Linked DNA regions of Mus musculus: all the other regions are linked to region 1. Evidence: chromatin contacts called from public HiCAR-type and promoter capture Hi-C data. All regions are on one chromosome and are shown on one strand. Each heading gives the region's core, a stretch centred on a gene start, on an enhancer-like site or on the middle of the called end of the contact. The rest is flanking DNA. Distances are from core to core; before and after follow the strand shown.

What was found. Promoter capture Hi-C pulls out the DNA fragments that hold promoters and counts their contacts. HiCAR-type assays count read pairs that join an accessible place to other places. Capture Hi-C pulls out chosen DNA fragments and counts their contacts.
Region 2: a promoter capture Hi-C map of hippocampal neurons shows a contact between it and region 1, with 9 times the contacts expected there. The contact joins the promoter of D130040H23Rik here to the promoter of Zfp882 in region 1.
Region 3: a HiCAR-type map of astrocytes shows a contact between it and region 1, with 9 times the contacts expected there. The contact joins the promoter of Zfp868 here to the promoter of Zfp882 in region 1. A contact is called at or near these places in 3 of 39 promoter capture datasets (hippocampal neurons, liver and neutrophils), 3 of 115 datasets of contacts at active chromatin or transcription factors (astrocytes, neural progenitor cells and regulatory T cells) and 1 of 9 other capture datasets (adipose tissue).
Region 4: a promoter capture Hi-C map of adipose tissue shows a contact between it and region 1, with 4 times the contacts expected there. The contact joins the promoter of Zfp869 here to the promoter of Zfp882 in region 1. A contact is called at or near these places in 1 of 484 Hi-C or Micro-C datasets (uterus) and 1 of 9 other capture datasets (adipose tissue).
Region 5: a promoter capture Hi-C map of liver shows a contact between it and region 1, with 3 times the contacts expected there. The contact joins the promoter of Slc18a1 here to the promoter of Zfp882 in region 1. A contact is called at or near these places in 3 of 39 promoter capture datasets (cranial neural crest and liver).
Region 6: a promoter capture Hi-C map of liver shows a contact between it and region 1, with 6 times the contacts expected there. The contact joins the promoter of Zfp964 here to the promoter of Zfp882 in region 1. A contact is called at or near these places in 3 of 39 promoter capture datasets (hippocampal neurons and liver) and 2 of 9 other capture datasets (adipose tissue and liver).
Region 7: a contact with region 1 is called in a promoter capture Hi-C map of hippocampal neurons, with 6 times the contacts expected there. The contact joins the promoter of Zfp963 here to the promoter of Zfp882 in region 1. A contact is called at or near these places in 2 of 39 promoter capture datasets (hippocampal neurons and liver).

What each region holds. Positions count from the first base shown.
Region 1 is chr8:71,906,646-71,910,710 of GRCm38.p6, forward strand. It overlaps Zfp882 (zinc finger protein 882), which reads left to right and starts at 1,961. Exons shown (of 3, transcript NM_001166645.1): 1 at 1,961-2,093. The coding sequence starts at 2,091.
Region 2 is chr8:69,269,237-69,273,131 of GRCm38.p6, forward strand. D130040H23Rik (RIKEN cDNA D130040H23 gene) reads left to right here and starts at 1,868. Exons shown (of 5, transcript NM_001384124.1): 1 at 1,868-1,955.
Region 3 is chr8:69,623,096-69,627,066 of GRCm38.p6, forward strand. Zfp868 (zinc finger protein 868) reads right to left here and starts at 2,453. Exons shown (of 5, transcript NM_172754.2): 1 at 2,340-2,453.
Region 4 is chr8:69,715,367-69,719,284 of GRCm38.p6, forward strand. Zfp869 (zinc finger protein 869) reads right to left here and starts at 1,536. Exons shown (of 5, transcript NM_001039965.1): 1 at 1,402-1,536. Gm51532 (a long non-coding RNA gene) reads left to right here and starts at 1,741. Exons shown (of 2, transcript XR_003947396.1): 1 at 1,741-2,387.
Region 5 is chr8:69,086,249-69,090,545 of GRCm38.p6, forward strand. Slc18a1 (solute carrier family 18 (vesicular monoamine), member 1) reads right to left here and starts at 2,974. Exons shown (of 17, transcript NM_153054.2): 1 at 2,733-2,974. Atp6v1b2 (ATPase, H+ transporting, lysosomal V1 subunit B2) reads left to right here and starts at 2,488. Exons shown (of 14, transcript NM_007509.3): 1 at 2,488-2,680. The coding sequence starts at 2,545.
Region 6 is chr8:69,651,837-69,656,115 of GRCm38.p6, forward strand. Zfp964 (zinc finger protein 964) reads left to right here and starts at 2,720. Exons shown (of 4, transcript NM_001177527.1): 1 at 2,720-2,760. The coding sequence starts at 2,758.
Region 7 is chr8:69,747,427-69,751,339 of GRCm38.p6, forward strand. It overlaps Zfp963 (zinc finger protein 963), which reads right to left and starts at 2,536. Exons shown (of 4, transcript NM_001200023.1): 1 at 2,406-2,536. The coding sequence starts at 2,408.

The DNA of each region.
Region 1 (4,065 bases), core at 711-3,210:
CCATGAGCATGGGAGGTCTTTCCATCTTCTGAGATGTTCTTCGATTTCTTTCTTCGGAGACTTGAAGTTCTTGTCATACAGATCTTTCCATTGAATGGTTAGAATCACACCAAGATATTTTATATTATTTGTGACTATTGTGAAGGGTGTCATTTTCCTAATGTCTTTTTTAGCCTGTTTATCCTTTGAGTAGAGGAAGGTTTACTGATTTGAGATAATTTTATATCCAGCAACTAACTTTGCTGAAGTTGTTTATCAGCTGAAGAATTATCTGGTGGAATTTTTGGGGTCACTTAAGTATACTATCATACTTAAGTATACTATCTTCTGCAAATAGTGATATTCTGACTTCTTGCTTTCAAATTTGTATCTCTTTAACCTCCTTTTGTTGCTCTGGCTAGAACTTCTAGTACTATATTGAATAGATAAGGAGAGAGTGGACAGTCTTGTCTAGTTCCTGATTTTACTGGGATTGCTTCAAGTTTCTCTCCATTTAGTTTGATGTCGGCTATTGGTTTGCTATATACTGCTTTTACTATGTTTAGGTATGGGCCTTGAATTCCTGATCTTTCCAAGACTTTTAACATGAACAGGTGTTGTATTTTCTTGAGTGCTTTTTCAGCATCTAATGAGATCATCATGTGTTTTTTTTTTCTTTGAGTTTTGTTTATATAGTGGATTACATTGATGGATTTTCACATGTTGAACCATCCCTGCATCCCTGGGATGAAGCCTACTTGATCATGGTGAGTTATTGTTTTGATGTGTTCTTGGACTCAGTTTGCAAGAATTTTATTGAGTATTTTTACATCAATATTCATAAGGGAAATTGGTCTAAAGTTCTCTTTCTTGTTGAGTCATTGTGTGGTTTTGGTATCAACATAACTGTGGCTTCATAGAATGAAGTAGGTAGTGTTCCTTCTGTTTCTATTTTGTGGAAGAGAATTGGTATTAGCTCCTCTTTGAAGGTCTGACAGAATTCTGCACTATTTATTCATTCATTCATTCATTCATTCACTCATTTTTATTTTAAACTAGACAGTTCTGGAAATGGCTAACTCTGGAGTGCTTGTTTTCGTTCCAGTTAGGTAAGGATTCTTTATCGTGTCACTGTAATATCCAAAATAAATTCAAGACTACCTAGTACCTTCCCCCTTCAAAAGGACTTTCCAAACTGTACTACCAGGCCAAGTACAGAGCCAGATAAAGAAGCTGGCTGGCTAAACAAATATAGAAACATAGTTTTAACGGTCAAAATGACTAAGCTTACAGCTGCCAGAACAAGATTAACAATGCCCCTGCCCTGCCTTACACTAAAAACCACAAGGACAGACAAAATGAGAGTCACCCTATACAAATCAACCAATGTCCAAAAAGGTTATTGGCTACACCAATTAAAATAAGCCAAACTACCCTGGTGCCTAGATCCGGCCCTTACAAAGGTAATAAAAAGTGTGTTCCTTTGTTCTGGATCTCTCCTCTGGCCTGGTGCTGAGAGGGTGTTCCCCAACATGTTGGACAAGTAAAATCCTCATGCGTTTTGCAACGATGGCGGTCTCTGTGGTCTTTGTAAGGGTCTTTTGACAACATACAACATCACAAGGGGCTCTGTGTATGGGTCAAGAGCACCAGTGGGAAGTTCCTTAACTCCATTTTTCTTTCTGGTGCCAAAGTCGCTAAACTGTACGGTCAGCTCAGGGAGTGCTGTATTGTTCTACCCTGCAGTGTAACATTGACCCTCCCCAAAACAGTTATGAGATAAGTGATCCAATCAAGACTGGGGTCAGGCAAAGCGGAAGAGCATCACCGCCATCTTTCTTTCTGGTGCTACCATAGTTGCGACTCTGTTCTCAGTTGAGTGCCAAACTGTTCAGCTTCAGGTTTCTCATGACCGTCAAACCCAGTATCAGAGTCAGGTCGCTGGAGGCCCGGAGAACAGAGCGGAAGTTCTTCACCCGCCATCTTTCTTCCTGGCAACGCCATTGTCACTGCTCTCTCAGTCCAGTCCGCTGAGGGAGTTTGGGGTCGCTGGACCTCAGGCCGCTCCACCCTGGAGCCGCGTGAGGCTGCTTGAGGTCCGGAGCTCAGCTATGGTGAGCATCGGGGATGCGGGGAATGCAGGCGAGTCCCTCGGTACGGGAACCACGGCAAAGACTGCAGCTGCGCGCGCGACTCCTGGACTGCGCGGCCAGCTGTGTTGGCGGTACGGGAGCCGCGCGGGGGCGATGTGCCGCTGCTTTGTTTTGCCTAGTAGAACCTGATTTCCCAGTCTTTCCGGTCCATGGGAAGCGGATTCTGGAATCCTTGAATGTCTTCTCCATCCAAATGCTTTTGTTGTTGCTGCTTGATTGACAATTGAAATCCCTCGGTTCCCAGGCCCGTCCCCACATTGCCAAACTCACTGGACCGGGCGATCCACAGGTCCCCGTGAGCAACATGGGGGTGCAAGGAGTGTGGCCATCTGTGATGCAGTTGGGCGGTTTGTAGGGATTCAACTTCTTTAATGCTGAGACATGACTTTATTTGAAAGGACTGTTAGAAATAGGGAGAAGGCCCGAGATAAAAAGTGTGAAACGTGTCAAGCGGTGGCTAGAAGAGAAGGGCTTTGCTTGGAGGGATATGTCAACAGTATTAAGGTACGGGTTTGATCGTGCTTAATAGTGTTTTGTCTTTTCTGAGCAGCCAGTCATTTTCAGGCAACAAGTGAACAATTTGTGAATTGGTTTTTCTCTAGGATCAGAGTCTAGTTTCAAACATCATGTAGAAATCCAGCATTAACACCATTATTTTATTGGTGCTTTCTCTGGTATATATTTTTGGCACCTTTGTTGAGAATCAGTTGGCTGAACGTATGGGCTTATTTTTATTTTCTCTTTTCCAATGGACTGTACATCAATATTTATGACACTACTCTGTCGGGTTTTGCTTCGTTCTGTTCTGTTCTGTTCTGTTCTGTTCTGTTCTGTTTATTTTCATTACAGATCTGCACAGTGTGCTCTTTTTTTGCTGAGGATATCTTGGGCTCCCCCCGGGTCTGTTGCACTGTCATAGCAATTTTAAGAACTGTTGCTAGTTGTGTGTAAAATGTGATTATTTAATGGAAATTTCATTGAATCTGAATTACAACTTTGAATTATTTTAGCAATATTGATTCTCCTAATCCATGATCATGGTAGTCTTTTCTAGTGTCGTGTTTAATTTCTTTATTTTTTTTAATTGAAAAAAAATTCACACAATATATTCTGATTACACTTTTCCTCTCCCCAACTCCTCCCCAATCTCTCCACCTCTCTGCCCACCCAACTCCAAATCCTCTCTTTCTTTCTCTTTATTTTTTTCTTCAGTGACCTAAAGCTGCCTTTGTAGAACATTTTCTCATCATCATTTAATTTGGGCATTTTAGTTTATGTGTATAGGCATTATGACTTTCTAACAGTGTATCTCTGAGATAGTTCATTACTTGCTGAGAGAAAATATACTGGCATTGTGTGTTGATTTTGTACCCTTGCTAAATACTTTATAATATAAGCCTTTTTGGTGTAATCTTTTGGACTCTCCTTAGTTTTCTCAGATATGTGTTACTTTTGTTTGTTTGGTTGGTTGGTTGGTTGGTTGGTTGGTTTTTTCGAGACAGGGTTTCTCTCTATAGCCCTGGCTGTCCTAGAACTCACTTTGTAGACCAGGCTGGCCTCGAACTCAGAAATCTGCCTGCCTCTGCCTCCTGAATGCTGGGATTAAAAGTGTGCGCCACCACACCCGGTTTATACCTTTTTTGTTTGTTTGTTTGTTTGTTTGTTTGTTTGTTTGTTACTTTTTACACAGACAGTATAACTGTGTACGCCTGGCTGACCTGGAACTCTTAACCCTGCTTTCTTAGCCTCCCACATACTGGGACTCCTGGTGTACACTACAGTAACAGGTTTGGGTTTTCCTCTTTATGTATTGAAACAAAGATGGTTTGACTTCCTCCTTTCTGATTTATATACCTGTTATTGCCTTTGCTTGCATAATTCTCTGGCTAATAGTTTAATATTATATTCAAGAAGAGTAGTGAATAGTCACTTA
Region 2 (3,895 bases), core at 618-3,117, 2.6 Mb before region 1:
TACTGTAAGAGCTGAGCTGCTGCTTTTAATTTTGTTTCCTGGAGCTTGACCTGTCCCAACTCATGACCTTGATTTATTTTTGAGGACGCCTTGAACATTCCTGACCCTTCCTAACCACTCTTGCTAATCACATAATGACCATAGTGTGTGTTTTTGAGATATTTTTTCATATTACTTTACTGCCTCCATGTCTCCCTTCTGTAAACTGGCTTGGCAAATCTTATGATTTTACTCCTTAAAGTGGGTCAAAAATGAAGGGTTTCTCTCTTTAACCTGACTTAGGGGGCAGTTGCTGGCTAGCTCTTGGGTGCATCCCAATAAAATCAAGCTTGGTTCAAATTTGGCTCAAAATTGTGGTAGTGGCCTTATTCTCTCCTGGCTAGATTAACACATGATTTTCATTTATGATCTTGTGGTACAAGATGAACATGCCGGAGACATTTCCTTCCATCTTTTAAGATAATTTTTTTATGTTCCTGCTTGACTTTGAGTTAGAAGGCACATAAACGTCTCTGCTTTTAGATTGCGACCATGTTCAAAAGTGTATTTGTTAAATGAGCATGTTGAGGAATAAGCAGAACTCCACGTGAATGTGTCCAGGCTTCCTAAGAAAAATCCCCATGCTTCCTTTTTTGAGAAACAGCATTGCTTTGGAAATGACTCCCATGCCCATACAGGTAAGAACTTTGGCTCAGCATTTCTGTTTTGTCTGCTGTGATAGCAATTTTTGATAGTCAGACTGAATACATCTGGAATTAACTAAAACCCAATGGGCTGAAAACATGCGAGGGATTTTAATTAAAGCTTTTAAAGTGGAAAGACATTTCAGGATCTTTTGAGGTGACAATATTCACCTTTAATCTGGGCCACACCTTCTGGTAACAGCCTACTTTTGTAAGTTCATTTCTTTACTGGCATTAGAGCCCCTATCTTTAAAATCGTGGGTTATACTGAAGACCGGCTGAGACAACCAGCCTAATGGACTGAACTAGTGAATTCTTCAACTTTTAGTTGGTAGACAGCCCTTCTTGGACTTGCTGGACCACAGCCTGTGAGCCATTCTAATAGATTCCCTTTCTACCTACATAGAGATCTGTTTTATCCCTTCTGTTCATCTAGAGAACCTTCACTAATACACAGCTATGTTCTTTTCACCTTAACTCAGGAACATGCTGGCTAAGAATAGTGTTCATAAAAGGCATGTTTCTATGAACCAATTCATTCTAAGTATTCAAGTTACCATGGAGACTATACTTTTCATTATTACTAATTTGTCAGGAGACAGGCCTGCATTTCATGAGGAAAACTCCTATAGGAGTGGAGTACCATTCAGCCTTCTGGTGGGAGGTATACCTATCATTGTGTTTCTGATCTGGTTCCAGCTTTTCTCTCAGGATATTCTGACGTACCCTTGCCTCCCAGGTTACATGCAGTTGAACTTCACCTAGCCTCAGTGTCAAGCAAAAGAACAAACGTTTTGATTCCTAAAATCTCTCCTTAATTGTTAATATTGTGGCTCCCTTCTACTTGTGGGACACAAAAATCACTCCACTCCACATTGTGAAATGAGATGCACAAGCCAGCCACCCAGTGTCCAGGAGGAAGAAGGAAATGTTGCTGAGTGCAGAAAGGCGGAAGGGTGAATGGTTGGAGGCAGGGGCAAATGCGACTGAAATGCAAATATGTGCATATCCGGGAAAGGTCTGGCCTTGGGGTTGATATCAGCTCTAGCAAACACTGTGCTGTGTCCCTTCTGCATCCTCTAAGCATAAGGGGGAGGTTCTTGTCACTCAAGTCTCATTAGCCAATCAGACCCTTGAGGCGGACCTCCAGTCAGAAGGGGAGGCGGGCTCTTCCGGGGGACTTTCTGCAGGCTGGAATCTGAAGCTTCCTTAGTGCTAGTGGTTCTTTGCCACTACCTGCGGCTTAAGCGCGAGCCTGGGAGAGAAGATATGGTGAGCGAGGGGCGGTTGCCTGGTGAGCAGTGGGCTTGTGAACCTCGGGAGCCCGTGTGGTTGGCCCTCCCTGGGGTCGGATGGGAAGCAGTGGTTAGATGCAGCCTGCTGTGAGATTCTTTGTGGTATTTGCATCTCCCTAGACCCCAGTGGTGGTCTGGGAGCTGCATCTGCGCAGAGCCTTGGGAACAGGGGTAGTGTGTAGAAGTATCCTTGTAGTCAGTTTCACCAGGCTTTTGTTGCATCTGAAGATGGCAGTTTGCCAAACTCAGAGAGTCCCAGTTTCTCTAGCATCTCTAGAATTTCTGTGCTTCATATTTAATATTTAGGAGTACGATCCATTTGGAGTTAGTTTTGGGGAGGTAGTAAATGGCGTTTCATGTGTTCGTTAGCACTCCGCTAATAATCTGTGATGGAGAAGGGTAGAGTTGATGATGGAAAGGATTTACCAATGCTTAGGAGATAATAAGTCACGCAAAGTAGAGTTTAGCTAAGGGTGGGCTGCCTCTAAAGCATCCTAAAGATGATGATAAGTAGTATGCTAACCAGGCTTCTTAGACATGAGGTGATCAGAAACACATGTTCACTCACCAGAATTGTCTCGACATTTGGCCCCAAACTCTAACAAAAGATTTACAACCAGCCACTAACGCAATCCGCATATTAAAAGGCAGTTAGTTGTCTAAAAGCTATTCAAAGAAGTAGTGCACGGTCACAACTAACATCAAGGTCTGGTGTGCTATACAGGTCTAGTTTTTCCCACTAAAAAAGCATAGTTTTGCCCGATGGGTAAGACACAGCTCTTTGAAAAGGAAGGGCACTGTTGTGTTGAGGGCTGGCCTGATCTAGCAAGGTTTTCCCTGAGGCTTTCCTGTGTGGAAAAGGAGCACTGCCCCTTCTCAAACTGAGGAACAAACCTGGTAGATCCAGTAGAAACCTGGATTGACACAGTTAAGTCAGCTCAGAGGTTTGAGACACAGGCCACTCACTGGCTGTAGCTGTGTGTCATGGGTTATACATCTCAACAGCTAACACTGTGCCCAGAGGCAAGGTCAATCGATATCTTATTAATGGCATTCCCTCTACTAAGGAAGGATCTACTCTTTTTCCAGGTCAATAGTGCTAAGATTTTTTTTTCAATTATTTTTACCTTTTAAAAATTTTTTAACTTAATAACATGTACACTTTTTATTTTCTTAATTTAGGTTATATGTGGGAAACTGAGACAGTAATTCAAATAAAAAAAGTGTTTTGGTTGTACACATAGAAGAGGTAATGGAGCAGAAAAGTGAGAAAAGCAGAGAGAACAACTGAAGGTGAATCCCCACAGGGAAACTCCAAAGCAATGTAAAGCACACGGGGAGTTTCCCCACCAGGAGAAGCAGCTGGCTGGGATCATGCTTTTACACATCACCTCCAGTCAGCAATTTGTTAAAAGTTGTCCGTCAAGGGAGATGATACACGTACATTTCGGCACGCTGAGCCTGCTGCAATGACTTAGGGTGACAGGCAAAACTAAAATAGCAAGAGACAAATATACCAGAGGGCTTAGAGTTAGCAGGTAGGCGGGATGTACTGATGTGCTCAGTAGAGTAATACAGACAGAGCACCAGCAATGCTGACCACATTTGTCATAGCATTCTCCAACTAAGTGGTGGTCCTATGCTACACGGTGTACTGTGTACCCAGTGTAGCTAAAGCATCAGTTAAGTACAAAATTATACATCATTTTTACCTTTTAAAAAAGTCAGTTATTGGTATCACTTTTTAAATGTAATTTTCTTTAAATGTGTCACTGCTCCAATCTCTATTTCTTTCTGTTCTCCAGTGTTTCCTTCTCGTTAGGAATTTTATTCTGTTTTTCTCAAATGCTATTTATGTATTGATTTCTGTTTACAGCAATGTCTCCCATAGCCCAGGCTTGCAATTTATCATTGCTT
Region 3 (3,971 bases), core at 1,203-3,702, 2.3 Mb before region 1:
AAAATACACAAATAAAACAAAGAACTACAGACATACTGGGTGTGGTGTTGCACAGACTCAAAAGGCAGAGACAGGCAGACTGCTGTGATTTCCAGACCACACTGGTCTACAAAGTTCCAGAGTTCCAGGTCAGACAGGTCACAAGTGAGATTTTGTCTAAAAAAGACAAAATAAGGGGTTGGGAGGGGAAGTCCGCAGACATTAACTATAACTTTCTTTTTTTTTTTAAATTATGTATTTTACATGTATGGGTGTTTTGCTTCCACCACATGCATGCCTGGTACCCACGAAGGCCAGAAGAGGGCTTCATATCTCCTTGGAATGAAATTACAGAACGGTTTAAGCCACCATGTGGTCACTGGAAATCAATCTACAAGAGCAGCAGTGCTCTTAACCACTAAGCCAGCTCTCCAGCCTCACACTTCAAATCACCAATGAAAGCAATGAACCTAATAAAGCAAGTGCTACTGCAGGATCCTGGACGTGAAGTGTTGAAGGGCACAGTCGGCTGTGTCCTGTCCCAAGTTACTCCATACTGTGAGAAAACAGTGGTTTTCCAGACAATGCCTTGCCCTGAGTGACTCCATTTGACTCCATTTTGAGGAAAGAGAATGACTCCAGCCCCTTGGTACATGCACAAACAATACTATCTGTTCAGCCAGATATCACAGGCTTGTTCCTGAGAACAGAAAGAGGGCTACTCTGTAAGTTTATCAGGGTGAGTTGAGACTAGATGGGCATGTATTACAATGCTATCAGGGAAACCAGGGAAGGGCATAAATCCCTCTCCTGGCCTCTTAAATTGATAGACACCTACTAGCACTAGGATGTCTGACCCCAAACCATCCTATCGTCTGATAACTAGTATATAGATGAAGAAAGGACAAGTAGAGACTTTTGTCCCTGAGGTTTCAATAGGCCCCATGACTCACCTACTCACCTGCCTGGCCTTCCACCTAGTCCCTATCCAGACCTGGACCTGAGCCCACAGTTGCCTGCTCTCAGGGCCTTCTATCTAGAACTAAGCAGCATGGCTGACAAGCCTGAGTCCTCTCTGTGACTTCATCAAAGGCTCGCTCCCTGTGGCACAATTGTTTTGAGTTCCTTTTCATATCAGGACAAACTCTACCTACATTTCTCTCAGCCTACTTCTAAGTATTCATTTTATAAACTAAATATATGCAGAGATATACTGTGTGCTTTGACATGAGAATTAATATTAACAATTAAAACTAAAAGAAGGGCTGGAGAGATGGCTCAGTGGTTAAGAGCATTGACTGCTCCTCCAGAGGTCCTATGTTCAATTCCCAGCAACCACATGGTGGCTCACAACCATCTGTAATGGGATCAGATGCTCTCTTCCATTGCGTCTGAAGAGAGCGAAAGTGTACTCACATACATAAAATAAATAAATCTTAAAAAAAAAAGACTAGAATAAAACCCACATTAACCTTGTCCTAATTACAAATGTAAGTGAAATCACTTGGCAAATTGCTGCCATCAAAACCTTTTAAGTTTATTGTTATTCAAAAATATTTGATACTTTGGGGAGATACAAATGTGTCTATCTTATTTCTAGCATAGTATGCTCATGTTCTCAGTTTAAACTAGTAGTTCAACATACTTCCAATAAAAATGCTAAAATAAACAAGAAATAAAGGTTGTGTGGAAATGAAGAAAAGGACCAGAATGGTGAACACAATACAGAAGAATCGACTACAATGCTTCCTGACTAACAGTTCTCGGCGAACCTCGGTACGCAAAACAATGCACTATTTGAGGGAAGAAAAATTAACAAGCCCACAAATGCATAAGCAGAAATAAAAACAAAAATATAATCAAAGGATGTCTGACCGAAGAACAAAATAAATTCAAGGAGACAAGTCATCTTTCCCAGAGCTGGTTTTAAACATCTTTGCAAAGAAACTCACTGGACTTTACAAATGTCGTAAAATTAACCTAAAGAGGTTGCCACACTTACATGTGGAAAGCAAAGTTCAGAACTTCTCGAAGACAGCACAAAGAACCTAGACAGCCTTAGTCTAGCAAGCAGCCTTCAGCGCACCACCAAAAGCAGGACGTCCCCGCCAGCCCGGATCGTGACGTCATCCGCGTACTGGCTTCCGCCCATCCCCCGCCCCCCGCAGGGCGGGACCTCCCGCTCAGCGCTGACGCCAAGAGGATCAGGGCGGAAGTACCTACGGACCGCAGGCGGAGGCCCAGGTCGCAGCCCCGACGTCCCCGCGTTCACTGCCCCAACCCCAGGGAGGACCCACCACCCCGGCTCCCGCAGCCCAGCCGGCCGCTCCTCCCATCAGGGGACAGCGGCCCTCGCTCACCATTGCCAGGCTCCGAGCTCACCCGCGCTCCCCCACACAGCTCCAAGCACTGGCTCCCACAACGGCTTTCCTCAGTTTCGGTGAAGAACCTTTAGCTAACATGGCGGCCGAAAAGAACCCGCCCCCCCGCCTCCTAGAAGCTTCTGATTGGACAACCTGTCTGTAGCTCCTGATTGGTTAGAACTGCTCTAGGTGATCTGAGTGACAGGAGTAGCTCCTCTTGCAGTTCCTTAGGCTGTGAGTCTAGAGCCCATTGTTTAGTGTTGCGGTGGCCAGCAGGTGTCAACATAGGTTCATGGCTCTTGTGTACCTCTAGGTGTGCCCTACTGAATGATTCCAGGACCCTGACCAGTGAAAATAGTTAACGATGTCAGGCCAGTTTTGTGACTCTGACTTACCTAGGGACAAGTCCGCTGAAAGAACCAAACTAGTGTTTGGTGATGACAGTTCAGGGGGCACTGTACCATAGCTTCTTCAGAATATTTTTGTTGAGACTCTTCCTTTATTGTGTACAAGAGCCTCAAACTCGTAGTCCGCCTCAGTCAATGTGCCTAAAGCCATTTTTTTTCTTTTCTTTTTTATTGGATATTTATTTACATTTCATATGTTATCCCCTTTCCCGGTTTCCCTCCCTCCAAGAAACACCTTATTACATTCTTCCTCACCCTGTTTCTATGAGGGTGTTACTCCACCCAACCACACACCCACTCCCACCTCCCAGCCATCAATTCCCCTATACTGGGGCATCTATCGAGCCTTCATAGGACCAAGGACCTCTCCTTCCATTGATGCATGACAAGGCCATCCTCTACTTCAGTCCTTTCTCTAACTCCTCTATTGGGGAATCCCATGCTCAGTCCAATGATTGGCTGCCAACATCCATCTCTGTATTTGTAAGAATCTGGCAGGGCCTCTCAGGAGATAGCCATATCAGGCTCCTTTCAGCATGCACTTCTTGGCATCCACAGTAGTGTCTGGGTTTGGTAACTGTATTTGGGATGAATCCCCAGGTGGGACAGACTCTGAGTGCCCTTTCCTGTAGTCTCTGCTCTACACTTTATCTCCATATTTGCTCCTGTGAATATTTTGTTCTCCTTCTAAGAAGGACCGAAGCAACCATACTTTGTTCTTCCTTCTTACTGAGCTTCATGCAGTCTGTGACTTGTATCCTGGTTATTTGGAGCTTTGGAGCTAGTATTCACTTATCAGTGAGTGTATAAAATGTGTTTTCTTTTGCACCTGGGTTACCTCACTAAGGATGATATTTTCTAGTTCTATCCATTTGCCTAAGAATTTCATGAATTCGTTTTTAATAGCTGAGTACTACTCCATTGTGTAAATGTACCACATTTCCTGAATCCATTCCAGATTTGAAGGATCAAATCTTCAAATCAGGGATCAGGGTTGTTTCCAACTCCTACCTCTTATAAAAAAGACTGCTATGAACATAGTGGAGCATGTGTCCTTCTTACATGTTGGAGTATCTTCTAGTTATATGCCCAGGAGTGGTAGAGCTGGGTCCTCAGGTAATACTATGTCCAATTTTCGAGGAACTGCCAAACTGATTTACAGAGTGGTTGTACCAGCTTGCAATACCACCAACAATGGAGGAGTGTTCCTCTTTCTCCACAT
Region 4 (3,918 bases), core at 286-2,785, 2.2 Mb before region 1:
ACGAAACACCATACATAGGATACAAAAGGATGCATCTCCCTCCCCTGGCCTCAGAAAGGGATGGACACCAAGCACTAGGATGGCACGGCCTGAAACCAGCCTATCATCTGATACCTGTGTGAGCCAAGGATCTAGTCAGGGACGCAGCTTCAATTCAACTGAGTCCCTGTCAGTTCACCAGGACCAGTCAGTCTGCCTTTCATATCATATAGACCACTACAGCCACTTTCAAACCTGACATCCTCGGGCTTCATTCAAAGCTCTCCCCCTGTGGCTCACTAGTCGTGTGTTCTAACTTCTCTCATCAACTGAAACACTGCTTGCATTTCTCTTCGCCAACTTCTGGGACCCTCTGAACTCTGCTGCAGCCTCTTTAACTTATGCTGGTTGTGTAAACAGCATATGTGGATATAATTATATATTTACCGTGTGATATGAAAAAATATTAATAATTAGGATTTGGAAAAATTGAACCTTGGATAGAATATCTTGGAAATATAAAATATCTTGGAAAAATAGCCTTGGCCAGATTACCACCAGAGGCGTGACACCTTTTTACTTTCTATTCAGTAAATTATGAAATTGTGGAAATACACAAACATATTTGTCTGTTTCTGATATAACATCCTCATGACCAGAAGACACAATCAGAAAAATGTCAGTTCCCAGGTTCAATTACAGATTTAAGATAATTCCCACAAAATGCTAAAAAGTTCTTATCAGGTACATAAAAGACATTGCTGAATTTTATATGTAAAATACTTTTAAAAAAACACACAAAATGGTTAGCACAATGTAGACGAACCCACAACACACTCGTAACATTTCCAATCAAATACACAAGACAACACACTGTTTAGGAAGAATAAACAGATCCACAAAAAAAAATTTTTTTTTAAATTAGGAGACAAGCTGACCTTTGATAAAGTAGTACAATCTTTTCTAGAACTGTTTCTGGGACACCATCCGAAAGAAACTCTTGGACAAAGACTCGGAGAATTTCACAAAATTAACTCACACTTGATGCTAGACCTACGAAGCCCACAACGTCTAGACCACAGCGCAGAGAACACAGCAGTCATAAGTGCGACACCAAAAGCACAAACAGGGCGCCAGCACTGGGCGGTGACGTCACCAACCCGGAAGCTACCCCCTGATTAGGAGGAGTCTTCCGCTCCCCGCGCTCTGCGCAGACATGGCTGGAAAAGCGGAAGTGATTAGAGTCCTCCGAGACAAGCACTGGCCAGTGACGGGGCCCACGTCGCCCAGTGGAACGCACAGGGTGTCCGCTCGGCCGGCCGGTCCCACCGCTCCCCCAACCCCGGGAAGGACCTATCACCCCGGCTCACGCGGCTCAGCCGACCGCTCCTCCCCATCCGGGGACAGCGGCCCCGCGCTCACCATGGCGCGGTTGCTGAGCTCGCCTGCGCTCCCCCTACAGCTCCCGGCAGCGGCGATCACACCGCAGCTCACGGGACCACGCGATGCCTGCTTAAGAACAGAATCTGCAGCATGGCGGCGGATAGGACCCACCTCTCGTCTCGTCTGGTGTTCTTGATTGGACATCTTGCCCCGAAGCTTTGATTGGCTAGAGCTGCACCACAAGTCTGATTGACAGGAGTTCCCTAGATGCAGCTGCGTGGATGACTCAATTCCATTGCTCTAATTGGCTAGCATGCCCTGAATGATGAAGCAGTTCCTTTAGGCGCTCTTGAGTGAGTGGCCTGGCCTGAAGGTTCTGATTGGCTAGCACTGCCCTACGAGGGCCTGAGTGACAGGAACAGCTTCGCTTGGTCCTTGTGAATGAATGTCCTGCCCTCAGGGCCCTGATTGGCTAGTGAAATCTGAATGACAGCTCCCATAAGTGGATGAACTGAAATTAAAAGACGTGGACCACACAGACCTTCCCAACTCTGGCTTTCACCCAAGTTCATGCAAGTCTGCTTCAAGACGATCTGATTGAAGCAGGACTTCCTTGTGCATCCCAGAACTTTCACAGCTTGTCTTCTTGCACTCAGTAGGTACTTAAGGTTCTTCCTCTTGGAAGCCTTGTTTTTGTGCACAGTCTATTACATACACTCCCCAAGGCAGTGATCACTTTGCCTCACAACTAGACCAGGGCCCAACCCAACCCCTATCACATCGAAACAAGACTTGATGTCCTCCGGGTTTCAGGAATTTCAGCAAGTCACGCCAAAGATTGCTCAATTATAACAAGTTGCACCTTTTCTTTTTAAGCAGAGAAGCGAACCCATTCCAAGACCAAGGTGGTGTTGCTTTTCCTGCAATCCCAACAAAGGAGGTGGAAGCCAAAGAACCAGGAATTCGGGATATACTTCCTGAAAAACTTCCAGTATCAATCACAGACTACTCCAGGTCAACAGAAGGTATTGAAAGACTCCGAGAGGAGCCCCTCGCTCAGGCCTCAGGACAATAGCGGACACCCAAGAACTCACGACAGACCGAGCTTGTTGCAAACCACATGAGGCTTTATTCGGGGAAAGCCAGAGCTCTGGGGACGACTCATATCCCACGCAGGGGTAGAGGAGTTGTCCTCGAGGGGAAAGAGGTCCCAGTTTTTATAGGCCCTCAGGGGGGAAAGGAGAAGGGGGAGATTAGGGGATTTCCAGATCTAAACAATGTCTATTCTCAAGAAATGGGTATGGGAGGGGTACAAGGAAAGAGTCTAATGAAGGTGCAGCAATGGGCACACACCTGGTCAGAACTTTGGCAGACACACAGGTTCAAGAAGTGGCCAGAGCATTGTGCACCTCTATTTTTCTAAATCAGTGAAGCTAGTTCTGCTAACACTGACGTCTATCTTGCCAATTTCAGGGCTTCTGTGTCCTTTTACATTCTGCCAGGATCTTTCAGTATTTGAAGGAGCCTTACACATTGAAGATGCCTGTATCCACGAGGCCACAGAAATGACCAAACCACACTAGAATAGTGAAGGAAGACAGGAGATAGCTAATTTTTAAATAAGCAGATAGCTAAGGAGAGTGGCTCTGGATCAAATCAAACTGATTAGGAGTTCATCCACTTGGGATCCAAGGATTTACTCCAGATTCTTGCCCAAGAGAAGCTGCCTCATGGTCCATCCATTTGCCTAGGAATTTCATAAGTTCATTCTTTTTTAATAGCTGAGTAGTACTCCATTGTGTAAATGCACCTACACGGCTAACTTCACACATATACCACACATGCACACATGCACGTTCACTAGCCCCATTCCACTGAGGGTCACTCACAACCCACCTGGTAGGCTTGACTGAGCTAACTCCCTCTTGCCCTCTGTGCTGTAGGCCACTACTAACAAGGCCAGGTAGGATCTGAGAGCCTTCTTCATAGAAACTTCAAAGATTTTATTCTTTAATATCATTTAATATGAACCAATCAGCTAAATGTATGCTGGCTGGTCCATTTCTAGAAGGATAAATGCACTCTTGCAGTTGTGCAGTTTTGCTCCACAATCTATATGTATGAATAAAGTATACTTGGGGGAGGTGGCTGGAAAGATAGTTCCAAAGTTAAGAGCACTGACTGCTCTTCCATAGCATCTGGGTTCAATTTCCAACACCCACATAATGGCTCACAGTAACTCTAGCCCTACAGGATCCAACATCCTCTTCTGACCTCCCTGGAAGAGGCATGCACGGTGCACATACATACATGCAGAAAAACCAATCACATGAAATTCATAAAGGGCCACAGTGCGCCCTCTCTGAACACCACACCCACCTGTTGTACAGGAGACTGTGGCTTTGTGTGAATATGTGCTTTTTGAGGGAAGATTTTTGGCTTGGTTTGGTTTTTTTTTTTTTGTTTTGCTTTTTTGTTTTTTAAACAGGGTCTCCCTAAATAGCTTTGGGCAATCTGGAGCAATAATAATCTTAATAATAATAATCTTCTGCATGT
Region 5 (4,297 bases), core at 1,724-4,223, 2.8 Mb before region 1:
AGAGACAGAAGGAACTAATGGCTGTCCCAAGGTCACATTGTGTACTCAAACAGACACTGAAGCCAGGCTTGCTGACTCCAAGTTTCCTGCTCAGGCCACATTCTCTATGCCTGGGCCAGCTACCCTCGCAGTCCTGAGGTGTAAAGGAAGTAAAAGAAGTCACCTGTGCAGATGGTCCTATACCCAGGCACATACAAGCAGCACAAAGTTGACTCGGTAGACTTAAAAAGGACATGAACTTGGGAGGCATAGAATGGCAGGAGATGGAGTAAGAATTGGAGGAAAGAGAATTGGGGAGTAGATTTGATCAAAATGTATTATACACATGCAAAAAAATTCCAAACCATAAAAAGTTTAAAAGAACTACATGACTGGGCTGGAGAGATGGCTCAGTGGGTAAGAGCACTGACTGCTCTTCCGAAGGTCTTGAGTTCAAATCCCAGCAACCACATGGTGGCTCACAACAACCCGTAATGAGATCTGACGCCCTCTTCTGGTGCACCTGAAGTCAGCTACAGTGTACTTGTGTTTAATAATAAATAAATCTAAAAAAAAAAAAAAAAAAAAAAAGGCACTGACTGCTCTTTCAAAGGTTCCCAGCAACCACATGGTGGATGGTGGCTCACATCCATCTGTAATGGGATCTGATGCCCTCTTCTGATATGTCTGAAGACAGTGACCGTATGCTCATATAATTAAAATAAATAAATAAATCTTTAGAGGATTCACTTTTTAAAAAAGAACTATATAGAACTCTCTGTTTACATTCAATTACCTCTTTTAATACTTCCAGCAATTTTATCGAGGATTGAAGGATTGTTACATAGGGACCTGAGATGCACTCAAAGTAGACTTAGGTAACCTGGCTACATTTACTTCATTTGTAACATCAGCTGACTGACTTTTAGTTGAAATGCTTGGGAGCAGGAATGCTTTAGATCTCAAATTTCTTATTTTGCCTTTTTTTAAAAAGATTTTTAAAAGATTTATTTATTTTATGTATATGAGTACACTGTAGCTGTCTTCAGACACACCAGAAGAGTGCATCTGACCCCATTAGACTGGCTTTCAGTAAGGTTTATAACTTATCATCAGTGAGCCACCATGTGGTTGCTGGGAACTGAACTCAGGACCTCTGGAAGAGCAGTCAGTGCTCTTAACCACTGAGCCATTTCTCCAGCCTCTCAAATTTCTTTTTTTTTTAATTGTGAAATATTTACATAATATGTCTTGTATATAGGCTGTAAGTCTATAGATAAAACTCATTTATATTCCATACATACCTCACATATATAGCCCAAAGGGAATTTTATAACAACATAGTAATTGGGCTGGAGAGGTGGCTCAGCGGTTAAGAGCACTGGCTGATCTTCCTGAGTTCAAATCCCAGAACCCACATGTGGCTCACAACCATCATGATGGGATCCGAAGTCCTCTTCTGGTGTGTCTAAAGACAGTAACAGTGTGCTCACATACATACAAATAAATAAATCTTTAAAAACAAAACAACAACATAGTAATTTTGTGAATGAGGCAAAGATCCATGCTTCCCAAACTGATAAGTTATAAACCTTACCGAAGGCCAGTCTAGACATCCTCTTGTGTATTTATCAACAAATCTATGGGGAACTAACACAAAGAAGTTTTTCAGTATGTTGCTCCGTCATAGCAAAGTTCTTGTTTTCCTCTTCTGTTCTTATATTGTAAAGAGAACAACAATCAATTTACTGTGTTGTTCGTTTCTCACAGGCTGGTTTTTCTTTTTGTTTTTTTTGTTTTGAAACATAGTTTCACTATGTAGCTCTGGCTGCCCTGGAACTCAGACCTTCCTGCCTCTGCCTCCTGAGTGCTGCGTTTAAAGGCTTGCGCCATCACACCAAGCCAACCGCTAGCTAATTTTATCACAGCCAAAGAAAAGAAACTAGAACCCTTTGTGCGTTCTAACCTCTTAACTGGTTTTCCAATCTGTTCCTAAGGTGGTCTTCCACACCATATACTCTTCGGATATGCAAGAAAGCCAAGTCTGTTCGAAAAGATCCACGAAAAAAAAAGAACTTGGTAGTAGGATAAACTGAAATAAATTTCGACACAAAGTTACCAATCATGGGACTAGGTTTTCTATCTTCTGCTTTCCAAGGTGTTTTCCACAGCTTGATTATGAACCTCAGTTGTCTGTATTTTCTTATGCACGTTTTCCTATCTCTTCCTTCCCTACATTCCAATGAATCTTTCTTTTTCTCGTGAATCCTCTCTCTTGTGTCAATTTTGCCCTCTGGCCCCTTTCGCTTCTCTTTTCCCGCTCCCAGCCTCAGATCCGCGCTCCCAGCACTCTGGTCAGCTCCCTATGCGCCTAGCATGCGCGCGCACCCTGCACCGCCCCCGCAGAGCTCCAGTCACGAGTCTGGGGGCGGGGCGCCGCCGAGAGGGCGGGGCCTCTGCCGCAGCTTCGAAGCGCGCATGGGTGGGGCCGGCCGCACGGGCCTCCCTGCTATATGTGCGCCTGCGCCGCGCTGCTGCGGGGCCAGTCGGGACGGAGGAGACAAGATGGCGTTGCGAGCGATGCGGGGAATCGTGAACGGGGCCGCACCCGAACTGCCCGTGCCCACCGGTGGGCCGATGGCCGGAGCTCGGGAGCAGGCGCTGGCGGTGAGCCGGAACTACCTATCCCAGCCTCGTCTCAGTGAGTACGGGAAAGTGAGCGTGTCCACCAAGCCCTTGGCTTGTGCTCTCACCTGTTCAGCCAGCGGGGAGGGAATGGGATTCATTTCCCCCATCGCTCAGTTCACAAGCACCTCTCCAGCTTTGCGTGAGCTTTTCCGTGACTTCGGTGGGCCGAGCGTGAGAGCACCGACTGGAACCTTCCCATGGGCTAAGTGGGCTCCTGATGATTGCCCTACCCGCTCCGAGTTCTCTGGGTATTGTCAGACACTGGTCTGTCTCTGAGGGCCACTTCTTGTCACTGTCTTCATCTGCTCCTGGCCTCATTTAAATGTCTTCGGGTCGAGGGAACGCCTACTCCGTCCCCCTTTGCCCCGTGGACCTCTGGGCAGGTGGACCGTGCAGAAGGTGTAATGTCATCGCTGATGTGGGCAGGCCCCGCGGCTAGAGGGAGATGTGGCTTATTCTGTAGGGAACCGCTTCACTGGAGGACACCTAGATACCGGAGAACCTTAGAGCTGAAAAATACCCTAGTCGTGCAGTCCCACCCTCTCGTTTTACAGGCGAGACGCCTAAGGTTCTGGAAAGGAGAAGCCATGCCTGGCTTCAGACATCTAATTATTGGGAAAAGAGGAACCAAAAATCGAGTTTCTTAATCCTTTGCTTGGTCTTCTGTTGTTTATTCGTTTACTGACCAGCTAACCAAACGCAGTTAAATGGAAGGTTGCTTTCCACTGTTATGTTCATAGGCTTAAGTGTAGTGATCATAAAAGACCTCAATAAGCCATGTTTAGACAAGCCAGTCATTCCCAAATGGCTCTTGTTGGCTGAAGCTTTCGGTTGTATAGAATCAAACCTCTTCACGGCTCCCTTAAAGCCAGGCAGAGAGCTTTGAAAGAAGACTTTTTTTTTTCCTCTTTTTTAAGTATCTGTTGTTTTCCTGAAAATAAGGTTCCATTTGCACAGGTTAATTGGCAGCTTGGCTCTGTGGGTGGCTCATTGGTTAAAAGCGTTTCAGCTGAAGGGTTTTAGCTAGGCGCCCTCCAGCCTGACTAATCCTGTCCTGAGCTGTCAGTGGGTCATGTGATAACACTGCAGCGAGGGGAAGGGAAAAAAAAAACACACACACACACACATTGGAGAGTGGATTGCTGAGGTGTGCCTTTTAAGCATTTTTTTAGAATAATTGTTAAAATTAGAGAATGCCTGTTAGGGGTTCATGTGAGCCCAAGGAAACGTCGGGAAAACTGACAGATTTATACCTGAGAATTACAGAATCTCTAGAATTGCATTTGATATGTATGCTTTGCTCTGAGCAGAGCACATAGACACTGGTGTGGCTTCTAAGGGAAAAATGTTACAAGGTTATAGTAGTCTCTTTCCATATAACAAGTCATTCAGAGCCAATTCAGGGAGTGTCGACTACTCCATGGCGAAGGTCTTAAGCCCTTCAGGGATGAGTAGTGTTTCTCCACCATATCCATGTGCTTGGCCAATATTTGAAGAGTTTGTTCATAGGAGGATTCTGCTGACTAAGCTGTCTCTAAAAGTTGCATCTTTGTATCCCCAAGTTCACAGTGTCTGACTTAGGAAGTGCTCTGTAAATCCTATAACTTGGAATTCAATTTGTCCTAATAGT
Region 6 (4,279 bases), core at 1,470-3,969, 2.3 Mb before region 1:
GCAACCACATGGTGGCTCACAGCCATCCATAACGAAATCTGATGCCCTCTTCTGGAGTGTCTGAGGACAGCTACAGTGTACTTACATATAATAAAAAAATAAATCTTTTTTAAAAAAAGAAGGGTTACAAAGGGGACTTCAACATCCCTCCAATAAAGAAATATTTAATTTTTGTATATTAAAGAAATATTGGCTTTTGGGTGTCAGCCATTTCAATACTACAAAGTAGAAATGTAAGGGCTCTTTGGAGAGTTTGTTGTATTGGATGGGGTTTTGCTGAGGCAAACACGTGAAGGAGTGTTTTCCTGAAGTGGACACATGTGAAAAGATGCTCTGCTAAAGCAAGCACATGAAAGGACATGTGATGAAGGATTCTTTGCTAACCACACGCATGTATTGGTCCACCTTACATTGTGCAGTTGAGCTGCATTTGTCAGAACTCCATAGAGATAAATGCACCAAAAAACTCCTGGTGATGTGCTGCAGCTTCTTGCCACTTCTGCAGACTTGGGCTGATTGGCAGAGTGATGTTAGCTGAGACAGACATACATGCTGAAGTATGGCATGTGTTTAGGCAAGGCACAAAGAGAACTCATGATGTTTGGAGAGGGTATAAAAGGGACTCAGTGCACAGTGACTGAGGCTGAGCTAGGCTTGCTTATAGAGCTAGCTGTGCATCACGTGTTGGTCTTTTGACTTCTTTGATGATCTTCACTTCGCTGAGAAAAGCACAGCCAAGAACTCTTCCTGGCGTTCCTGCTGGTTGGTCCTTTCTGCTGCCGAGGCTGAGGCCTGGCTGTCTCTGCTAAATAGTACCACCACTGCTGACTCATGTTTGCTATCCCAACTCTATCAAACTGGACTGTTGGTATATCTGTGAAGTGTTTACAAGTGAATCGAGCTGCTGTTGATGACCTGTGAACTGAACTGCAGATTTCCAGACAATGCAGATGGAAGGTTCTCCAAAGAACCTTTCTAAACAGGTCCACTTCTCCTGTATCCTTTCTTTTCCACTACCTCTGGAGGGTGGTGGGCTAGAAGGAAGGCTAAAGCATTTAAGAACCATCATTAAAAATAGGTTTTGAAAAAATTAAAGTTAAACACCACATGATTTAGTCTGAGCTAGCATATGTGATGGTGTGAGACAGTGGTCCTCACCCTTCCTAATGCCATGACCTTTAATAGTTCATCATGATGTGGTGATCCCCCCAACCATAAAATTATTTTCTTGGCTACTGTATAAACTATAATTTTGCTACTACTGTGAATCATAATGTAAATATGTGTTTTCTGATGATCTGATGACACACAGGTCAAGAACCACTGAATTGGACTGTCATTGTCCATTTCAGTATAAAGTGCATTTAGAGTTCACCAGTTACAGATAAGCAGTAGGTGCTGGGCATGTTTCTTCCAAGCGCTGGCTGGTACCGGCCCATAATGAGACTTGGAGTTACCCATGGTTTACTATGTAACTTAAATCATGATAAGGAAAAGAGGAAGCCTCAAATCCCGAGTTATTCCTTAGATAAGGCTTTGTACCCTAAGCCAGGGAGATGGGAAATTTGAGAAAATAGCAGAACTGGCCTGTGAGAAACAAAGAACAGAAATTTCTCCCCCAGGGGGACTTAAAAAAAAAAATCTTGTGCCAAAATTCACAGCCGTTTTTGCCTTTTCTCTAAGGTTCCGTGTCTCTCTGAAGAACTGAATATTTAAAACGCCTTCATTTTTCTCCAGTCGCTTGGAATTTGTTATTATCTTATTTCCAGCTGTGAAGTTGAGCACAGAGGACCAGATACTGGACTGAATTATAAGTTAAGAGTTGTAAAATCACAGTACAGATAGCGTCTTAATAACTCTACCAGAAAGAGCTGATGAGGAGCCAGTGTGTTCTGGCCTCTAACAATGACCAGACTTTGTGCAACTTTAACTAGCCCAGATTTTTACAATGTAGACCAGGCTGGCCTAGAACTCACAGAGATCTGTCTTTCGCTGCCAGCAGAATGAGTGCTGGGATTAAGGGGACTTGTACCAACCACCAAGCCCCACTTGACAGACCACTATCAAAAATTTTGGCTTCCGGGCTGGTGAGATGGCTCAGTGGGTAAGAGCACCCGACTGCTCTTCCAGAGTTCAAATCCCAGCAACCACATGGTGGCTCACAACCATCCATGACGGGATCTGACTCCCTCTTCTGGTGTGTCTGAAGACAGCTACAGTGTACTTACATAAAATAATAAATAAATCTTTAAAAAAAATAAAATAAAATAAAAGGAGCCAGGCAGTGGTGGCGCTCACGCCTTAAAAAAAAAAAAATTTTTTTTTGGCTTCCCTGAATAAAAATCCAGGTCCACGGAATACATCATACCCAAGGTCCTATAACAATTCTAGGTCTGAAGCAAGAAATCACTACACTGGACGTTGAGTTGGTAAATGCACTGTGGACACCAACGACCCAAGACCAATAGGAACTAAGCTTTTGAGATCACCGAAGACTAAAGTACCCAGCAAGAAGCAGGCAGGTCTGGCTTTTATGCAAATCTCTCCCGAGCTGAGCGAAGTCGGGCCCTAGCCAATCAGGGCCTCCAGACAAGCCATCCAATCAGGAGCGCCAGGGAGCGGTGGGAGGCGGGCTCCATCGCAATCCCGCTGTGCATTCCGCTGGGAAGCGGAGAAGGCGCAGCGGGTTCGGCCCCCTTCGCTGTGGCCACTGCGGCCCGTAGCTAAGGGGAGCGCGGCCGAGCTCGAAGCCGCGCCATGGTGAGCGCAGGGCCGAAGTCCCCAGAAGGGGAAGAGCGGCCGGCTGAGCCGCGGGAGCCGGGGTGGTGGGTCCTCCTTGGGACTGGGGGAGGGGTGGGTCCAGCGTCTGGGAAAGTTCGGCTTGGTGCGAAGATTAGAGTTTAAAAGGCGAAGCCGCGAGCTCCCCCCGGACGGATTGCGGCTGGCCAGAGGGAGCCAGGCTGGCCCGGAGAGACGAGGGCAGCACGCTGCAGAGCCCAGAGCACCCGCGTGGGCGGGGTCGCTCGGTGCTGAGCTGGTCTGCCCACAGCTCCTTCGACGGCGCAGGTTTCTCCTAGTGCGGGTTGTGACAGCTTAACGTCGCACTCACTTGTAACCCTGCGTGCGGGCTTCACAGTAAACCCGCAGCTGTTGGAGGAGAGGGGACAGCCTGGGCTGCCCCAGGACAAGGGAGAGAAACGTGGAGCGGGACTAGCGAGTAGACGAAGTGGAGGACCCCTGCCGTGCGCTGCAGCTCTCTCCTTCCCCCTCCCTCTCTCCTACTTAAATCAGCCTTATTTATTGGTGTGTGTCCCCGGTGTGTGTGTAGAGTGAGGAAGGTGTAAGGTCACAGGACAACTTTATGGAATGAGTGCTGTCCTTCCGCGATTAACGGATAGAACTCAGGTTGTCACAGAGCCTAGTATAGTTTATTTTTTCTTTTCTTAAAAAATATTTACTCCTTCCCACCCACAGTCTGGAAGTTAGATGCAACAGCTTTGCATAGCATGCTGGGTAAGTGCTCTATTACTCCTTAGGCCTATCTGCAGCTTTATCCTATCTTAATGATAATTGCTTTTAAGTCAGTTTTGAAGTTGTGAATCATGAATCTCTGCTTTGCTCTTTCCCAGGGCTGTACCCGTATTCTAACATCCTTGCAATTCCATGACTTTCCGCAGCAGTTTTCAGTCTGACCAGGTGTTCACTGGTGTTCCTTAGGTGGTGTGACCCTGAGTGTTTCAAGGCGCTTACCATCAAGTGAACAAGGTTTTCCTTTTAGAACTTAGATTCTTGCTGAGCTGGTTGGGAGTCACCTTTCATCCCAGTATTCTGGAGACAGAAGCAGGTGGATCTCTGTAAGTTCTAGGTCAGCCAGGTCTATGTCGTGAGTTCAGGCAAGTCAGGATTACATAGTGAGAACCTATCTCAAAAGGAAGAAAGAAAAAAACAAAATACTTAGGTTCTTGGTTCCTCCGAATCTCTCTGTGGGTGGCATCTTTTGCTGCCAAGCCCAGAGACCTGGGGTTAATCCTTATAAGCCACTTGGTAGAAGGAGAGAATCGAGAACCACAGAATTTCTTTGAACTCCTGTCCCTTCACCTCATACATGCATCATGGCAATGCATAGCCACACATGCACACAGAAAGGAATGGTTTAAAAAAAAAACTGATTTTTTTTAAAGCAAGCTTTGCAGTTTTAAAACTACAACTTTCTTTTTTTGTAGTATTTTTTATTTTATTTTTTTATTTACATTTCAAATACTATCCCCTTTCCTAGTTT
Region 7 (3,913 bases), core at 1,286-3,785, 2.2 Mb before region 1:
TGCTTTTACCCACTGAGACATCGCTCCAGCCCCCTGTAAAACCTTAAGAATGGCTCACAGGAAGCAAAAATGGCAAGACAGTGCAAATGGAAAAAACTAAGTCGGTCCAGTGGCTGCGATGAGCTCTGGGTTTTTCTCTCCAGCATGGAAGTAAGCCCAGAGTGCAAGCTGCTCACCTTCCAGAGGTTCACAGAAGCCAGGCAGGACTGAGGGAGAGACAGTGGAAGTGGCTGTGTGTGTCTACCAGAGCCTCGAGAAGCACAGCCTAGTGGGTAGCCCTGGGGAAAGCCAGTAAGCTTGAGCCAGCCATACCAAGTCATGGGGGTTAGGAAAGGCATGAAGGCCAGATGAAGATGCTACAACTGGAAAGAGAACAGGACAGGGGAGCCACTGAGACTTTAAAAAGTAAGAGTCTAGGGTAGAAAAGGTGTAGCAGCCAGAGAATCAGGGAGATTTCCTGTGAGACTGGGTCTCCTAGAAATAATATCTCACTTACTCATAAAGTCTATTCAGAATGAGCTGAGCAAAGATAACACCAATGGACATGAAAAACTGGGTAGGGACAAGCCCACAATGCCTCAATCGTACACAAAGAACTACAGGTAACTAAGGAAATCTGGGAGTAGGAGAGATACTCTTCCCCAGGGACGAGCACACTGCTTGCTTGTCCAATGCTTGACAGTCAGCCCTGAAAACATACACACGGGTAACATTCCATGGACTGAGCAGGTTATAGTTAGGAATATAGATGTTACAAGCATGCAACAACAATTAATGGAATAAGAAGCAGCCACGAATGTGAAGAAGAGCAGGGAGGATTATGGAAGGAGGTTTGGAGGGAGAAAAATGAAGGGAGAAATGTTTAATTGTATTAGAATCTCAAAATAAAATTGTTAAGTATAACACATAAAATACAAGTCTTTTCAAATAGGAAATTCCAAGACCAACAAAAACTCAAGGAAATAATAAGAAAACTTCTTGGGGCTGGGGAGATAGCTCAGCGGGTAAGACCACTAACTGCTCTTCTGAAGATCCTGAGTTCAAATCCCAGCAACCACTGGGATGTGTTCTGGTGAGTCTGAAGACAGCAACAGTGTGCTTATTTATAATAATAAATAAATCTTTTTTAAAAAAATCTTCTTGAATACAAGATTAACACAAGAAGTCCATCTTCCAGTATAATAGCAATGAGCAACTGAATGGTTAGCAATTTCCCCGAGTATGTAGCACCACAGCTCAAAGGAGACACAAAGAGAAGCATATACTAAATTTCACAAAGATCCTTGGATGAAGATAAATTTCTTTTTCAAAAATGAATCAAGCCAGGCACGGTGGCACAGGTCTTTAATTCCAGCACTTGGGAGTCAGAGACGAGGGATCTCTGTGAACTCAAGGCCAGCCTGAGCTACATGGCAAATTCCCATACAGCCAGGAATACATAGAGCAGTCACTCTAAACCTTCCTAACGCTGCGGCCCTTTGATACATTTCCTCATGTTGAGGTGACTCCCAACCAAAAAATTATTTTTGTTGCTATGTTATAATTGTAATGTTGTAACTGAGCAGTATCTCAGTTCCTAAAGCCATTGGGAATTAGTGTTTTCTGATTGTCTTAACCGAAAGGTAAAGAACCACTGACACAGAGAGATCCAGTGTCCAGAAAAAAGAAAAAAAAAATCAAATAAGAATATGCACTGGCCTAGTAAATAGAAGACAACACCAAGATGTTGCTTTCCTCAATTTACACTATAAATTCAAAACACAATCCCAACAAGAATGCTAACATCTTGTGTAACAGCAGAAAGCCGTTCTAAGGTTTATATGTAAAGGGGGAAAAAAAACCCTCAACGTTCCAGACAATTCTAAATAAATAGTACACAAATAAAAGATTTTATCTTTACAAAGAAATTTAATGATCATAATAGTGTACGAATATTTGGAAACTAATTTATCTACAAAACAGTATAAAAAAAGAACCTCACAAAATAGTCAATGTTCTTTTAAAAGAGCAAATTAAACTCAGGAGAGTAATTGTCTTCACAAATACTATCCAACATAGGCATAAATAAGCAAAAACTTAAGAGTTTACAACTCCCACAAAAGTATTTCAAAGTGGACTCTCCACCAATATGTGAAGACAACTCAGGGGAACCGGCAGGACCTTGAGTTCAGCAAACAGCCTCAGGGTACAACACAAAAACCACTTCGTGGCCGTGACGTCACCGACACGGAGGGCGGGGCCTCCCCTGCGGCGCCCTGAGCTCTGCGCAGACGCGGCCGAAGGGCGGAGCGACACAGCCGCAGCGACCTAGTCGCCGCCAACCGCAGCGGGCCTAACGCCGCACAAGCGAAGAGCTACCGATAGCTGCCACTCCTCTCCACCTGGGACAGCGGCCCTGCGCTCACCATGTCGCGGCTTCCGAGCTGCCCGTGCTCCCCTCACAGCGGCGGCCACAGCGCAGCACACGCACCCACGGGGCCTCCCTGAGCCACGGAGTTCAGTCTACAACACGGCGGACAGAGAAAATCCGCCTCCCACTGCCCTACCTCGCTCTTGATTGAGTGGTGTAAGCTTGAAGGCCCTGATTGGCTAGGTCCGCCCAGCGACTGCTGATTGACAGCAGGAGCTGAAGTGATGACCAGGCAGTCTCTGCCCTGGACTGCCTGCCTTTTACTCCAGCATATGGTCAGGAGAATTTACATTGACGCAGAACTTGTTCTTGTTCTTGGAGAGCTGGGCCCTGCTGTCTCAGTGAACTCGGCAAGCACTTCCTAGTCTAACAGGGTACCAGATGGTTCTCGTAAGCAGTCCAGTTACCAACTCAGTGTCTAATACAATGGCCCCTGTGCCTCAGACCTAGGAGGCCAGTCAGACCACTCTGGTTCCAGTTGATACTGAGAGGTTGAGAGCACATGCTGCTCTTCAGAGGACCCAAGTTCAATTTCCAGAACCCACATCGGGTGACTCCAAACTGTCTGCAAATACGGCTGCTTAGAGAACCCAGGACCACCAGTCCAGGGATGGCCCCAGCCACAATGGGCTTTCCCCCCATTAATCTCTAATTTTTAAAAATGACCTCACAGGCTTGCTTACAGCCCAAGCTCATGGAGACATTTTCAATTGAGGCTCCCCACTCTGATGACTCAAGCTTGTGTCAAATTGACATAAAACTAGCCTGCACAAATAAACATACCCAATGCAAACAAACAGACAAAATTAGAGTTGATAAAAAAAAAAACAGGAGCTGGAGAGATCGCTCAGTGATTAAGGGCACTTGCCTGACATAGTTACATTTCTGTTGCTATGATAAAACTTCATGATTGAAGTGACTTATAAAACAGTTTAACCAGGCTTAGAGGTGCAGTGTGTAACAGTCCATGCTGGTATTGTTAAGGCTTGGCCACAGGCTGAGGACTCACACCTTAATCCACTGAGAATGGCACAAGTCTTTTAAAACCTCGAAGACCACCTCCACCACCAAGGCTGCACCCAATTCTTCCCAAACAGTTCCATCACTGGGGACCAAACACTGAAACATGGCCTATGGAAGCCATTCTCATTCAAACCACCTCCTTCCACTCCCTGGCCCCCATAGACCATACTATAATGCAAAATGCATTTGGTTCTCCGTCAAAAGTCCCCATAGACTTTCACAGTCTCAACATTATTTAAAGGTCCAAATATCTTCTAAGGCTCAAGACAATTCTCTCCTTGGCGGATGTCTCATGGCTCTAGGATCTCCACTGAAATCCAGGTTTGAATTCCAAAATGACTCACAATAGCTTCTCAGTACCTTCCATGCAGGGACTACACTGCCATACACTCTCCATAGTTACAGACTTGACTCTAAAGTCAGAACCACACAGACATCATGGCCAAATTCTGCTGCCTTCTTGGGATGGAGCCTGGCCCC